Regions from separate parts of the Mus musculus genome. Here region 1 is linked to region 2. Evidence: chromatin contacts called from public promoter capture Hi-C data. All regions are on one chromosome and are shown on one strand. Each heading gives the region's core, a stretch centred on a gene start, on an enhancer-like site or on the middle of the called end of the contact. The rest is flanking DNA. Distances are from core to core; before and after follow the strand shown.

Evidence for each region. Capture Hi-C pulls out chosen DNA fragments and counts their contacts.
Region 1: a promoter capture Hi-C map of adipose tissue shows a contact between it and region 2. The contact joins the promoter of Lrch4 here to the promoter of Tfr2 in region 2. A contact is called at or near these places in 6 of 39 promoter capture datasets (the C10 cell line, cranial neural crest, erythroid cells and 3 more), 6 of 484 Hi-C or Micro-C datasets (CD4 T cells, the G1E-ER4 cell line, the N1E-115 cell line and 2 more), 6 of 115 datasets of contacts at active chromatin or transcription factors (the HPC-7 cell line, the SCID.adh cell line, bone marrow-derived macrophages and 2 more) and 3 of 9 other capture datasets (adipose tissue, liver and pancreatic islet).

The regions. Positions count from the first base shown.
Region 1 is chr5:137,625,374-137,631,570 of GRCm38.p6, forward strand. It overlaps Lrch4 (leucine-rich repeats and calponin homology (CH) domain containing 4), which reads left to right and starts at 3,750. Exons shown (of 18, transcript NM_146164.2): 1 at 3,750-4,053. The coding sequence starts at 3,834. Gm20605 (predicted gene 20605) reads left to right here and starts at 3,750. Exons shown (of 22, transcript NR_033148.1): 1 at 3,750-4,053.
Region 2 is chr5:137,565,275-137,571,403 of GRCm38.p6, forward strand. Tfr2 (transferrin receptor 2) reads left to right here and starts at 4,566. Exons shown (of 20, transcript NM_015799.4): 1 at 4,566-4,660; 2 at 4,798-4,844; 3 at 5,714-5,767; 4 at 6,003-6,129. The coding sequence starts at 5,735. It overlaps Actl6b (actin-like 6B), which reads left to right. Exons shown (of 14, transcript NM_031404.5): 8 at 417-506; 9 at 703-764; 10 at 1,256-1,370; 11 at 1,523-1,603; 12 at 1,699-1,794; 13 at 1,983-2,069; 14 at 4,032-4,306. The coding sequence ends at 4,112.

The sequences.
Region 1 (6,197 bases), core at 2,500-4,999, 59 kb after region 2:
TGTATCTCCAGGGTACAAAGCCCAAAAAAAGGATAGAGCTGGCTGTAAGCTCAGTAGGTAGAGTGCTTGCCTGTCTTGCATGAGTCCCTGGGTTTGATTCCTCACACCAGATAAAGCCCAATATGGCCGTGCACACTTGCAATCCCAGCACTCGGGAAGTGGAAACAGGAGAATGAAGAAAGGAGTCCAAGGTCATTGTTGGCTGCATAATGCATCTGAGGCCACTCTGCATTACTGCATTACATGAGACATTATCTCAATAAAATAAAATAAAATGTTGGCCGACAAAAACAATGGAGAAAAGGGGACCCCACCTCTAACTTTCTGCTCACAGAAGCAAGATGCACGCAAGAACAATTGAGTATCAGTTCTTTAGTCTCATTGAGAACAAGTCCAGAGTCACGCGCTGCTTTCTCGACGGCCAGCAGCCTGGTTGCATGAGGAGAGGACAAGCTAATGAGGCGAGGGGAGGGGGAGGAGGGAGAATGAGCTCTGGAGGTCAGGGCATCCTCCACTTGGCGTTTTCTGTGGAGTGACATACTGTCCAGACAAGGTAGCATCTGATAGGTAGGGGGAGGTCTACACCAATAAATGATGGAACTATGGCTCTCCCAGGAGCTTAAAAGGACTTAATCCTGTTAGACAACCAGTGCAAAAACGCGCAGCAGATCCATTCATTGACTCTGGCCAGCTGTTTCTCACCCACACCAGCTCCATCATCTGTGTTAACCAGGAGATGCAGCTCCTGCGCAGGGCATATGCTTAACATGTGCGTGGCTTTGGAGCCCAACCCTGCTTTCTTATGGTAACTAGCAAACAGCTACTTTGGGAACCTAAGAACCTAAGAAGGGATTTTAATGATGAAGAAGAATTCTGTTACATCCATAGTGTGTGTGTGTGTGTGTGTGTGTGTGTGTGTGTGTGTGTGTGTGCAGGCGCGCGCGTGTGCAAGTGCTATGTAGCACACAGGTGGAGGTCAGCTTGAGAGCAGTTTCTCTCTTCCTAACCTGTGGGTCCTGGGAATAGAACATTCCTTTACCCTCTGAGCATTTATTCAGTCCAATCTTGAAGTGTTACTTTTTGAGGCAGAATCTCACTATGTATCTCTGGCTATCCTAAAACTCAGTATATAGGGTTAGGGTTAGGGTTAGGGTTAGGGTTAGGGTTAGGGTTAGGCAGGGTTAGGCCGTGAGTTTGGCTGGCCCTGAACTCACAGATCCACCTGCTTCTGCCCCCTGATTACTGGGACTAAAGGAGTGCATTGCTACATCCAACTTTTTTTTTTTTTTAAATATTTACTTAGCCGGGCGTGGTGGCACACGCCTTTAATCCCAGCACTCGGGAGGCAGAGGCAGGCAGATTTCTGAGTTCGAGGCCAGCCTGGTCTACAAAGTGAGTTCCAGGACAGCCAGGGCTATACAAAGAAACCCTGTCTCAAAAACCAAAAAAAAAAAAAAAAAAGATTTACTTTGTGTGTGTGTGTTTCGTGCATGTATGAGTACCATATAAATGCCTGGATGCCATGGAACTGGGAGTTTCAGACGGCTGTGAACTGCCATGTGGCTGCTGTGAATACCATCTGGGTCCTCTGCAAGAGCAGCAAGTGCTCACAGCTTCTCAGATCTCTCTCCCCAGACTCCTTTTTAATTGTGTATGCCTGTGTGTACGGGTGGAGGGACGTGCCTGTGAGACCAATGCCTGTGGTGGCTAGAAGAGAACCCTGGGAGGCCAGGAGCAGGAGATCCAAGCTGTTGTGAGCCACTCTCTTGGGTGCTTAGAACAGAAGTAGACCAATATACATTATTGGCCAGCTAAACTCACTCTCCAGCCCCCAGTCTCTAATACTTTAGTGTCTAGGCATATCAGTATAGCAGGAATGACCAGAGATGAGAGAGCAACTTCAGTTACTGGTGGTCAGGCAACACGGAAAGCAGACGTGGTCTTCTGTCACTACACAAGATTTTAAGCTCTCTAATCGAGCCCTGCATGAGGGTGCACACCTATAATCCCAGCACTTGAGAGGTGGTAACAGTCAGGAGTTGTTCATGGTCACTCCTAGCTACATCACCAGTTAGAGGCCAGCTAGAACTATAGGAGACCTTGTCTCTGAAAGCCAGTCTCCCTCTTTTCCTTTAGGTCACCATGCCACCCACATTGAGAAAAAAAGACTGAAATTATGGGGCCATGTTAGCCACAGCTACAGCCACATTGGTAAGCTGTGGAGGCACCCAAGAGGGAAGGGGGATGCTTAGTGGCATGCCTCACCACAGGATTAACCTTGGAAGAGCCGAGGCGATTAAGGGTGTTGGGATGCCTGTTTTCTAATGACTAGAAGCCACACAGGGAGGTTCATTAAACGCTAACATTCTTCTAAAAGCAAATCTCAAAGGAAAAAAAAATATTCTTTTACTATTATCTCTCACATCTGGGACTCCTTCCTGTATCTCAAGAAGTTTTCTGGGGTTTTTTTGTTTGTTTGTTTGTTTGTTTGTTTGTTTTTGTTTTTAAAAAAGGTTAGTTTGGAGTTATGTAGTCCAGGCTTGCCTGGAATTGACCTCGAAGTCCCGATCCTTCTGCCTCCTCTTTTTAAGAACTGTCACGACAGGCTCATGCCACCACACCCAGCTTCAAATAAGAGGTTTCCAATAGACAAAGTCTGTTATGAAAGTATGTGTGGGGGAGTTCTACTGGAGGTCTGAGATTTGTCCAGCTTCCCTTTCCTCATTTATAAAAAACCCGAGGTCTTAGCCGGGCGGTGATGATGCACGCCTTTAGTCCCAGCATTCGGGAGACACAGGCAGGAGGAGCTCTTGAGTTCAAGGCCAGCCTGGTCTACAGAGCAAGTTTCAGAACAGCCAGGGCTACACGGAGAAATAAATCCTGTCTCGGAAAAGCAACAAACAAAAAACCCCCAAAGATCTTGTTCTAGAGGCCATGAGATCCTTCGTAGTCTCTAAAGTTTGGTCTGGCCATCACAAGTCTTCTCCAGGGGGACTTTGGCAGGTCTGACGACTTTCCCTCTCTGAACTGGAAACCCCCTCACCGGTCATCCCCAGCATTCCCATTAGGGACTCAAGACTGCGCAGGAGGAAATGGTCCCTTCTGTTGAGACAACAGCCTGAGTGCTGAGTGGGGCATCCCTCGCCCTTCCTCACTTCTCGGATGCTGGTTTGCTCCCCAGTAAGCACAGCTAGTACCCAACCCTAACCCTGCACTGTCAGGCCGCCCAGCGCGCGCCTTTTACGATCTTTACCTGCGTCTCAAAAATTCTAGCTCACCCACCTCCTTCTGTCTAGCGAATGGAGCACCTCCTAGCCCATGCTATTGGTAGGCAGAACCGTCCCTCAGAGAAGAGGCCGGGACAGGTTCCTTTTGTAGGTTCTAATTGGTCTTCTTCACAGTCACTCGCCTGAATCTAGATTGCAATTGGTCTTGGTTGAAAAAGCAGGTTTGTGGTCTCTGGGTCTCTAATACCCTAAAGTTGAGACCTGTAGTCCCCGCCTCCTGGGCGGGTCTCATTGGCTCCATCTCCAGCCTCGAGAGTTGTGATTGGATGTCGCTGCGCGGGGCGGGCCGACCAGGAACCGCGGCCGTTGGCGGGGTGCTCCTCTTCACCCCTCCCTTCCCTCAGTGTAATCTAGAATTGAGAGGCTCCACCCCCTGCCGTTTTCTGATTGGGCACTTCTAACGCGTCTCTGGTTCATGATTGGTCCGCGGAGTTCCTGACCCTCGCTTCCTCCCTTCAGTGGGGACTACGGCGGCTCCGAGGAGGGGGAAGGGCGAGAAGGGCCGGCCGGTGCCGTCAGTCAGGCAGGGGGAGCCGCCGAGAGCGGATGGCGGCAGCAGTAGCGGGCCCACTCGCCGCCGGGGGTGAGGAAGCTGCAGCTTCAGTGTCCTTGCCAGGGTCTCCTGGTCTACCTGGGAGCCGTAGCGCAGAACGAGCCCTAGAGGAGGCTGTGGCCACCGGGACCCTGAACTTGTCCAACCGGCGTTTGAAGCACTTCCCCCGGGGCGCGGCCCGCAGTTACGACTTGTCAGACATCACCCAGGCTGGTGAGTTGCGCTGGTGCCCAGAGAGCAGGGGACCCATACTGGACTGCGACCCTCATTTGCATAGCCCCGCCTCGCGTTCGATTGGGCCCACCCCTTCACCTGGCAGTCTTGAACGCTCGCCCCTTGGGATTGGCATTGAGCCCGCGACCTCCCCTCCCCTGTGTAAGAACCACTGGACAATGAGTTCGCTTCAAGAGTGCACAGAACACTTTTGGCCGAGCTCTAGGAGACTCTTCCCCTTTATTTGCATATTGCGCACCTGTAGCATGGTCCCGCCCCTCACCTGGTTGGCTTCTTCAACCCTAGATCTGATCAACCCTTAAAGCAAACTTCCATGTAGAATCTATCATTAATCGCTACATTTTCACCCTTTTAGTCGTTTCCAACGTCTTTCTCACCCGTCCACCACAATCCCAACAAGCCCCGTTATCTCTTTCCTAAAGGGTCGCTCCTAACAACCCGACGTTTCTGCTTGCTTTTCCGTAGTCTCCCCAAGTCCCAGCCCCTCTCCGCCGTCCACCCCAGCCTATCTATGTGAAAGAAGTGAATCTCTCGCCCTTAACTTTCCACCCATTATCCCCCTATCCCCTTTCTCTTCTTCCTGGTTTTATGAGGTCACTGTGGAGTTTGTGATCTCATAGGAACCCTACAATTCTGCTTTCCCCTTAGGGGAGAAACTTGAGGCAGCTTGCTGAAAGGAAGGACATTGTATCTCTTAGCTAGGAGTGCTGACCTCCTGGAGACTCTCCAGTCCCTGCCCTCAGGACCCCTCTAATCATGTCCACCCCACCCTGGTGTGTGTGTGTTTGGGATCCCACTAATCATGGACACTCTACCCTTGGGTCTGCTATGGCCAGGCACTGGGGACTGTACTATGACAGGTGAGTCAGGCTGCTTAGGAGGCAGCCTATGAACTTGGGCTGGCAGCTGAGGGCGGGGAATCACAACAGAGGGCTACATTCCGGGAGCCCCACCCCAGTCTGGGCTGGAGTGTTAGGGCCCCTTCTGCTCCTCTCATCTGGTCCAGGGCTGGATCAAGCTGGATCAAAGAACACATTGCTCCAGTAGGTTCCTGCCCACCTGCAATTGTACCAGGCTGGCTGGGGCACAATCTCCTCTTACAGCTCTGGAGAGAAAAAGTTTAAATCTCTCTGTTTTTAAATGCTTTTTCCCTACACAGTTGAATGAGTCCTGGGAATGGGTGAGCCCCAGGAGCCATGCTTACCCCTCCTAGGTCCCCCCAGCCCCCCAGCTCCAGATTGACCTCAGCAGCTGTGTGACACTGGCCGTCTGTTCCCTTTCCCCTCCCCCTCTTGCTTGTTTTGTGACCAAGACCAAATGTTTTTCTTTACTTCCTCAGGGCTCTGTCTCAGTGAGTGGACTCTTGGGAAAACTACCAAGCCCTCCCAGCCCCTCCTAGCTCCTGCCCCAACCCAATCTCCTCCTTCAACATTCCGGCCCAGGGTGCAGCTAGGGCTCCCCCGGGTGCAGGCTCACTGTGTGCTGAAGTGGGAAATCCCCTCTCTGCCTTCTCCAGTCTTGTTGGAGCCCAGGTTCTAGGCAGGTGGGTTCCATTATGTCCAGCCATCGTCCTCTGTCTTCTCGCTCCAAGCTGGGAGCTCCTAGCCTGGGAGGGCGTGTGTGTATGACAGAAACCCAGAATTGCCTGGTGCCCTGTCCTCTGCCTCCCCTTACCCTCCAACCTAGACTAAGTGCTTCAGCATTGTGCTGCTGGGTTAGTGTGTCTCCTGCTCGCTGTCTTTCCTGAATGTTCCCTCCGTGGAGGGAACCAAGGATTGTGTTCCCGTGACCTGCTAGTAGAGACCTGGGTTGGGGCAGGGCAAGTTCTAGCAAAGGAGAAGTGTCGATCACTCTCCCACAGACCACATCCTGTGCCCCTGAGCCCTGCCTCCTCCAGCCTGGGCTGCTTCCGCCCCTGACTTCTGCTCCTCTACTCTTTACCCAATCCCAGTTTGGTCTGCACTCCTATGCATGCATGCATAACACTTATGCATTTGTGAGCACAAAGGGAAGAGGCAGGTGTTGGGCATGGGTGGAGGACCAGATGCGGGCCTCCCACCGTCTCCGGAACTGTTCTTCCCATATCAGCTCAGTCTGTGTTCAGTGGGGCAGGAGCAAAGACG
Region 2 (6,129 bases), core at 3,316-5,815:
TATCATATGAAAGCTTCCCAGATATGAGAGAGAGAGAGAGAGAAAGAGAGAGAGCGCTAAATTGAACTAGCAATCCTCCAGCTTTTACTTCGCTTTGCTGGAGAACACCACACCAGGTTTCATCGGACGGGGATGGAACCCAGGGCTTCCTGAATGCTAAGCAAGTACTCTACCCACTTCTGGCTCAGTTCCTTCTGATCACATTTGCAGTGTAGGTTTCATGTATGGGACAGCCTGTCATTGTCTTCACTTCCCTGTCAGGGAAGGCTGACAAGCCACTCTATCTCCTGGGAGACAGAGCAGAATCTCAGGGCTGGTCAGCTGCAGAGCTGTCTGAGCTCCAGGGAGGCGAGCGTGTGCCAATGGGCAGGGCAAGCACCAACTGGGAAGGACTCTCAAAGGCTGTGTCCTCACAGGAGCCTGTACGGGAGGGAGCCCCCCCAAACTGGAAGAAGAAGGAGAAGCTACCCCAAGTCTCCAAGTCCTGGCATAACTACATGTGTAACGTGAGGCTGTAGCTGAAAACAGTTTCCCTACTCTCTTCCCACCCCTGTCAGTCCCTGGCACCTTGCTATAACCAGGGGAGGGGAGGGGATGGCTGTGGATGGGTTGGGGTTGGGGTTGGGGTTGGGGTTGGGGGTGGGGGTGGGGCTCTCGATAGAGACAGAGGGCAGCCAGACCTCACCCCTCCCTGCTTCTCAGGAGGTGATCCAAGACTTCCAGGCCTCCGTACTGCAGGTGTCTGATTCCCCTTACGATGAACAGTGAGTTGGGCTGAGCACCGCATGGTGGTAAGGAGGGTAGGATTGATTGACGCTGGGAATGCTATGGCTCCTGTAATGTCAATACTCAGGAAGGCTGAGGCAGAAAGATCGAGAGAGTCTCAGGTCAGTGTGGCCTACATAGCAGAACCCTCTCTCAAAAAGTGTGTGTGTGTGTGTGTGTGTGTGTGTGTGTGTGTGTGTGTGTGTAAAGGCACTGGGACTATAGCTCGGTTTGCCTGTATGTATAAAGTTCAGTCTCACTTAGGGGCCACGGTTGTACAAGCCTGAAAGCCAGTGCTTAGGAGTTGGAGACAAGGAGTCCAGGAGTTCAAGGCCAGCTTCTGCTACTTATTGAGTTGGAGGCATGATTGGGCTACATGAGAACCCCATTTCAAAAAACAAAGATGGGCACAGAACTGGGGTTCATGGGAACCCCTAGAGCACCCCACCTGGCACCACATCACACAGAGTCTTGCTCCTTTCTTGGGCAGGGTAGCTGCACAAATGCCCACTGTGCATTATGAAATGCCCAATGGCTACAACACAGACTACGGCGCTGAGCGACTTCGAATCCCTGAGGGCCTGTTTGATCCCTCTAATGTCAAGGTTTGGCTGGATGCTGAGGACTAGTTGGGGTTGGGGTTAGGGTTGCCTAAAGTCTTGGATCCAGAGGTGTAGTGAAGGAGTCTGGAAAAGATGATAGGAGTCTAGGGGAGAGGGAGGGAGAGGCCCCAAGTCCATATCACCTCTGTCCACAGGGCCTGTCCGGGAATACCATGCTAGGAGTGGGTCACGTGGTCACCACCAGCATCGGCATGTGTGACATTGACATTCGCCCGGTAAGGCCAGATCCTAAGGCTTGGCAGAGGGACCTAGGGCTAAGATGGAGAAAAAAAAGTTCTGTCTGCAGGTTGACGCTTCTCCCTGCTCTCAGGGTCTCTATGGCAGTGTCATTGTCACTGGCGGCAACACTCTGCTTCAGGGGTTCACAGACAGACTTAATCGGGAGCTTTCTCAGAAGACCCCACCGGTAAGAGCTCCAACACACACACTCAGGGCACCCAGATTCCAATCCTAGCTTAGCTCTCTGAACCCCAAATGCCTCCTGATTCCCCTAAACAGAAATGCTCGTGCCTCTGTGCCTTCCTCCCGTCTACCAAGCCTTCTCCCTCCCCAGAATCTAGATGTCCACTCCCCAGCCCCCTTTTCCTTCCCCAGAGCATGCGTCTTAAGCTCATCGCCAGCAACAGCACCATGGAACGCAAGTTCAGCCCCTGGATTGGAGGCTCCATCTTGGCCTCACTGGTGAGAGAGAAGATGCATGGCATTGGGTATTAGAAGAACAGACCCCGACAGTGGCCGGTTTTTATTCAACAACTACCTAGGCATGCCTGCAATCCCAGTACTAGAGAGGCTGAGGCGGTGTGAGGATCTCAAGTTCAAGGCTAGCCTGGCCTACACAGTGAGATCCTGTGGCCAGAGAACAAACGGAGCTGTCATTCCTCAGGCACCTTCTACCTTGTTTTTTGAGACAGGGTCTCTCACTGTTCTGGAAGTCACAGGGTCACCTAGGCTGACTATCCGGTAAAGTTTAATCCTCCTGTCTCAGCATCCTTCCCACGGGGATTAAGGATGGCTCTTTTACAAGGATTCTGGAGACTGAACTAAGGTCCTAGCCTTGTTAAGCAAGCACTTTACTTACCTAACCCCAAGCTCTTTAAAACAAAATGTTTTTGGAGCAAGTGCAGCCAGTGAATGCTCTCTAAAGACTGAGGACTTCTTCAGGAGAAAGGCTGGTGAGGGTATGGTTATGGTAAGGCAGCCATAGTCATCGAGGAGTAAAGGGGACACCCTGGAATTTGGGATAGAACGGTGGTCCAATGGTAAGGGGTGCGACATGAGTCTTCCCGCGATCAAGGGGACTGTGCAGAGGAGGCTAAGGCAGAGCCTGCGAGCCCCAGGGATGTGTTTATCTCTCTGGAGCTGGGGATCCAAGTGCATACTATCACACCCAGATTTTTGATGTGGGTTCGGGGGATGGGATTCATGTTTTCAGCTACCCAGAATTCATGGCCAACCTGTGTTTCATGTGAGCCTGTTAAAAGAAAGAGGGGGAGCTGTGGGAAGGGAACAGAAGGGGAAGGGGGAAAGAAAAAAGAAGGGAAGAGGAAGGGAGAGGAGGGGAATGGGAGGGAGAGAAGGGGAAAGGGAGGGGAGGGGAGGGGAGGAGAGAAAACCAAAAGAGATGAGGTTTGGGCAAAGCCTGCTGGGAGCTGATGATGTCAGTTATGGGATCATAGGGAGTTTAAGGTCAAGGGTATTCAGGAGGAAGTAACCAAGACACAGCTGGGTATCTGAGTCGGGAACAAGAGATTGGAGAGTGGCAGGGACAAATGAGGTCACCCAGGAAGGCTGCTCTGTGAGCCAGAGACACCAACCTTCACATGGGGGCTGAGCAGCTATCCATGAAAAAAGACGGTTGGAAGGTCCCGGAAAAAAGCAGCAGGGGAGAGTAGCAGTGAGGTGCCCGGTGGTGTCAGAACGGTGATGGTGGCGCTGGCTGGGGTGGGAGGTGTATGTCCAGCTACTCTGGATGTGGAGGCCGTAAGATCACAAGGTCAAGGTCAGCCTGGGCCATTGGTTGAGACCCTTTGCCAAAATAAAAGGCAAATAAATACAAGGGCTGAAAAGATGGCTCAGTAGGCAAAGCACTTGCTGCACAAGGCATGAGGACCCAAGTTCAGATCCGCAGAACCCAACTTGTAAGGAGAACATTTGTCTGTAATCCCAGGCCTCTTCTTACAAAATGGGAGGAGACAGGCGAAGCCCCAGAAGCTCAAGGCTGGCTAGCCTCTCTACAGAGTGACAAACCTGTATGGTTTGGTAAACCCTGCCCTTTGTACTCCGTGTGTACATGTTAGCTCAACCATCACACACAAACACAGGCACAAATACAACACACATGCACAAAACATGTTTAATCTCAAGTAAGGGGCTGGGGGCGTGGCTCAGTGGTAGACCCCCCCTGCCTAGAATCCCCCAGGGAGGAGCTGGGGGCGTGGCTCAGTGGTAGAGCCTCTGCCTAGAATCCCCCAGGGAGGAGCTGGGGGCGTGGCTCAGTGGTAGAGCAGCCTAAAATCTCCCGGAAGGGGGGGGGCGGGGGGAGGATACAGGTGAGAAATGCATGAAGGCAAGTAGAAAGCCGAGGTGTGGTGGTGTAGAGAGGTGTGGGGTGACGCCTGACAGCTGATGTTGCCCTTTTCTCAGGGCACATTCCAGCAGATGTGGATCTCCAAACAGGAATACGAGGAGGGAGGGAAGCAGTGCGTGGAGCGGAAGTGCCCCTGAAGTTGCCCCCCTCCCCCAAATACCCGTCCACCCCATCCACGGAGAAACGCCAGAGGGGCGTTCTACCAGCCAGAAATCCAAAAGCGCTGAACTCTCCCTTTCCCATTACCCTCTTCTCTCTTACCCACATCTTCTTAGACTGTGATGTTCCTGAGTTGAAAGAAGAAAAAAAAAAAAGAACTTTTATGAAAATCAAGTGTTTGACTTCTTTGGGGGAGAATGGGGGCGTGGGGATCTGGTGAGATGCCAGAGAGAGACACACCTACATTCGTGCTACTCTGGGGCACGAATTTCTTAGGTTTTAGTGGGGTCAGGACTCTGGAAGGACCAGGAAGAGTCTGTACTGAGCTGGTTGTTGGTTCAGGGCTGCTCCAGAAAAGGACGTGCGGGGGCGGAGTCCTCTGGGGCGGGGCCTGGGGGCGTGCTCTAGTGGGTGTGGCCTCAGTAGGCTTTGAGTCTCCTGGGAGCATGGTCCAAGAAACCCAGAGACCTGTTGCTGAGCTGAACTTGGCTGCTGTGTCTTCCCACTCAGGACTCGGCTTTGACAGGCACGAGGCAGGGACTGGGGTACTGGTGAGCCCCTACCTCTCAGATCTTTCTGGACCTGGGTAGGACCCGCAGTTTCCCAGGGGAAACCTGGACCAGAAGTAAGGGTGAGGTGGACCCTGAACTTTCCCATTCACAGCTGCAGGTCCTGGTGTCTTCGTCGCGGCTTGGATTTCAAACTGGAGGGTAAACTGCGGTTATGGCCCTTCATCAAAATTTTAGAGTCGTAGACCCCGAAGGAGAAACACTTAAGTCCTTTAGTGATCCAAGGGGTGCTGGGGAGGACTGTGGCTTGGCCAAGACCTTTTCTGCCCCCCTAACGGTGAGGTGGAAACCCATAGTTTCCTGACTCCAAGACCCACTCGTCGGTTTCTTTTGACCTCTTTACCTCATTCCTAACACTTCCTCCCCAGCAACCAAGCAGATTCCAGACAGACAGACAGACAGACAGCTTTGTGGTCAGATTAAACCACCAAGTCACCCCACTGAGATACCGCTGTTTGGAATCTGAGACAGGGGTTGGGGCAGGAAGACCGGCTAACGGGTTATTTGGAAGGCTGTGTGCTGGGAAAACCTAGCAACCAGACCCAAGAGGTGGGAAGGGGCAGACGTTTTCATGGTGAAACTTCCAAGGGGGCTGGGGACTTTCCCCAAGGACACCCTGAGAGAGTGAAATCAGGGAAAAGGAGGGATTTACCTATATCTCCCCTCCCCCCTCACGTTAAGCCCCCCCATCCCCCAACCTGTGACGGGAACCAAGTTGGCCAAAGTCTGCTCTGAGGTTTAAAAAAAAAAAAATTGATTGTTTTGCAGTCTGCCCGCAACAGTGGGGTTTGTGGAAAGATTGGTGAGAGAAGGCACTGCCCCTTGCGGTCTAGCATGAACCAGGGGGAATGTCTAGAAGGCTGGACTGAGGCCAGACTGTGCCCCCACCCTTATGGGGAATGAGAAACGGCCTAGGTTCAGGCTGCCTGTCAGGGCTGATAAGGGGCCCTCTAGGGCTCCCACAAACGGTTTATCGGGGTTTTGTGTGTGTGTGTGTGGACTACTTGCAGAGTTCAGGAGGGGGCACAAGCATGGAGCAACGTTGGGGTCTACTTCGGAGAGTGGTAAGACCACGGGGGTGCGGAGTTGTGGTTACACACATTAGGTCTTCCTTCGTGTCCCTTAGGCAACTCCCTAATGCATAAGGTTGGCCCCACTGGTCCTCCTTGGGTCCCTCCTCTCCAGCCTCCAGAGCTCCCTTCCTCCTGGCCGGAGTCAGTGACACCATTCTTGCCTAACCCTCAGCCAACTCTTAGGCCCCCTCCCGTAATCTCATGCCTACCTCACCCCTCCACTCAGCAACAGTGGTCCCCAAGACCCTCTCAGACCATCTACAGACGCGTGGAAGGCCCTCAGCTGGAGCACCTGGAGGAGGAAGACAGGGAGGAAGGGGCGGAGCTTCCTGCCCAGTTCTGCCCCATGGAAC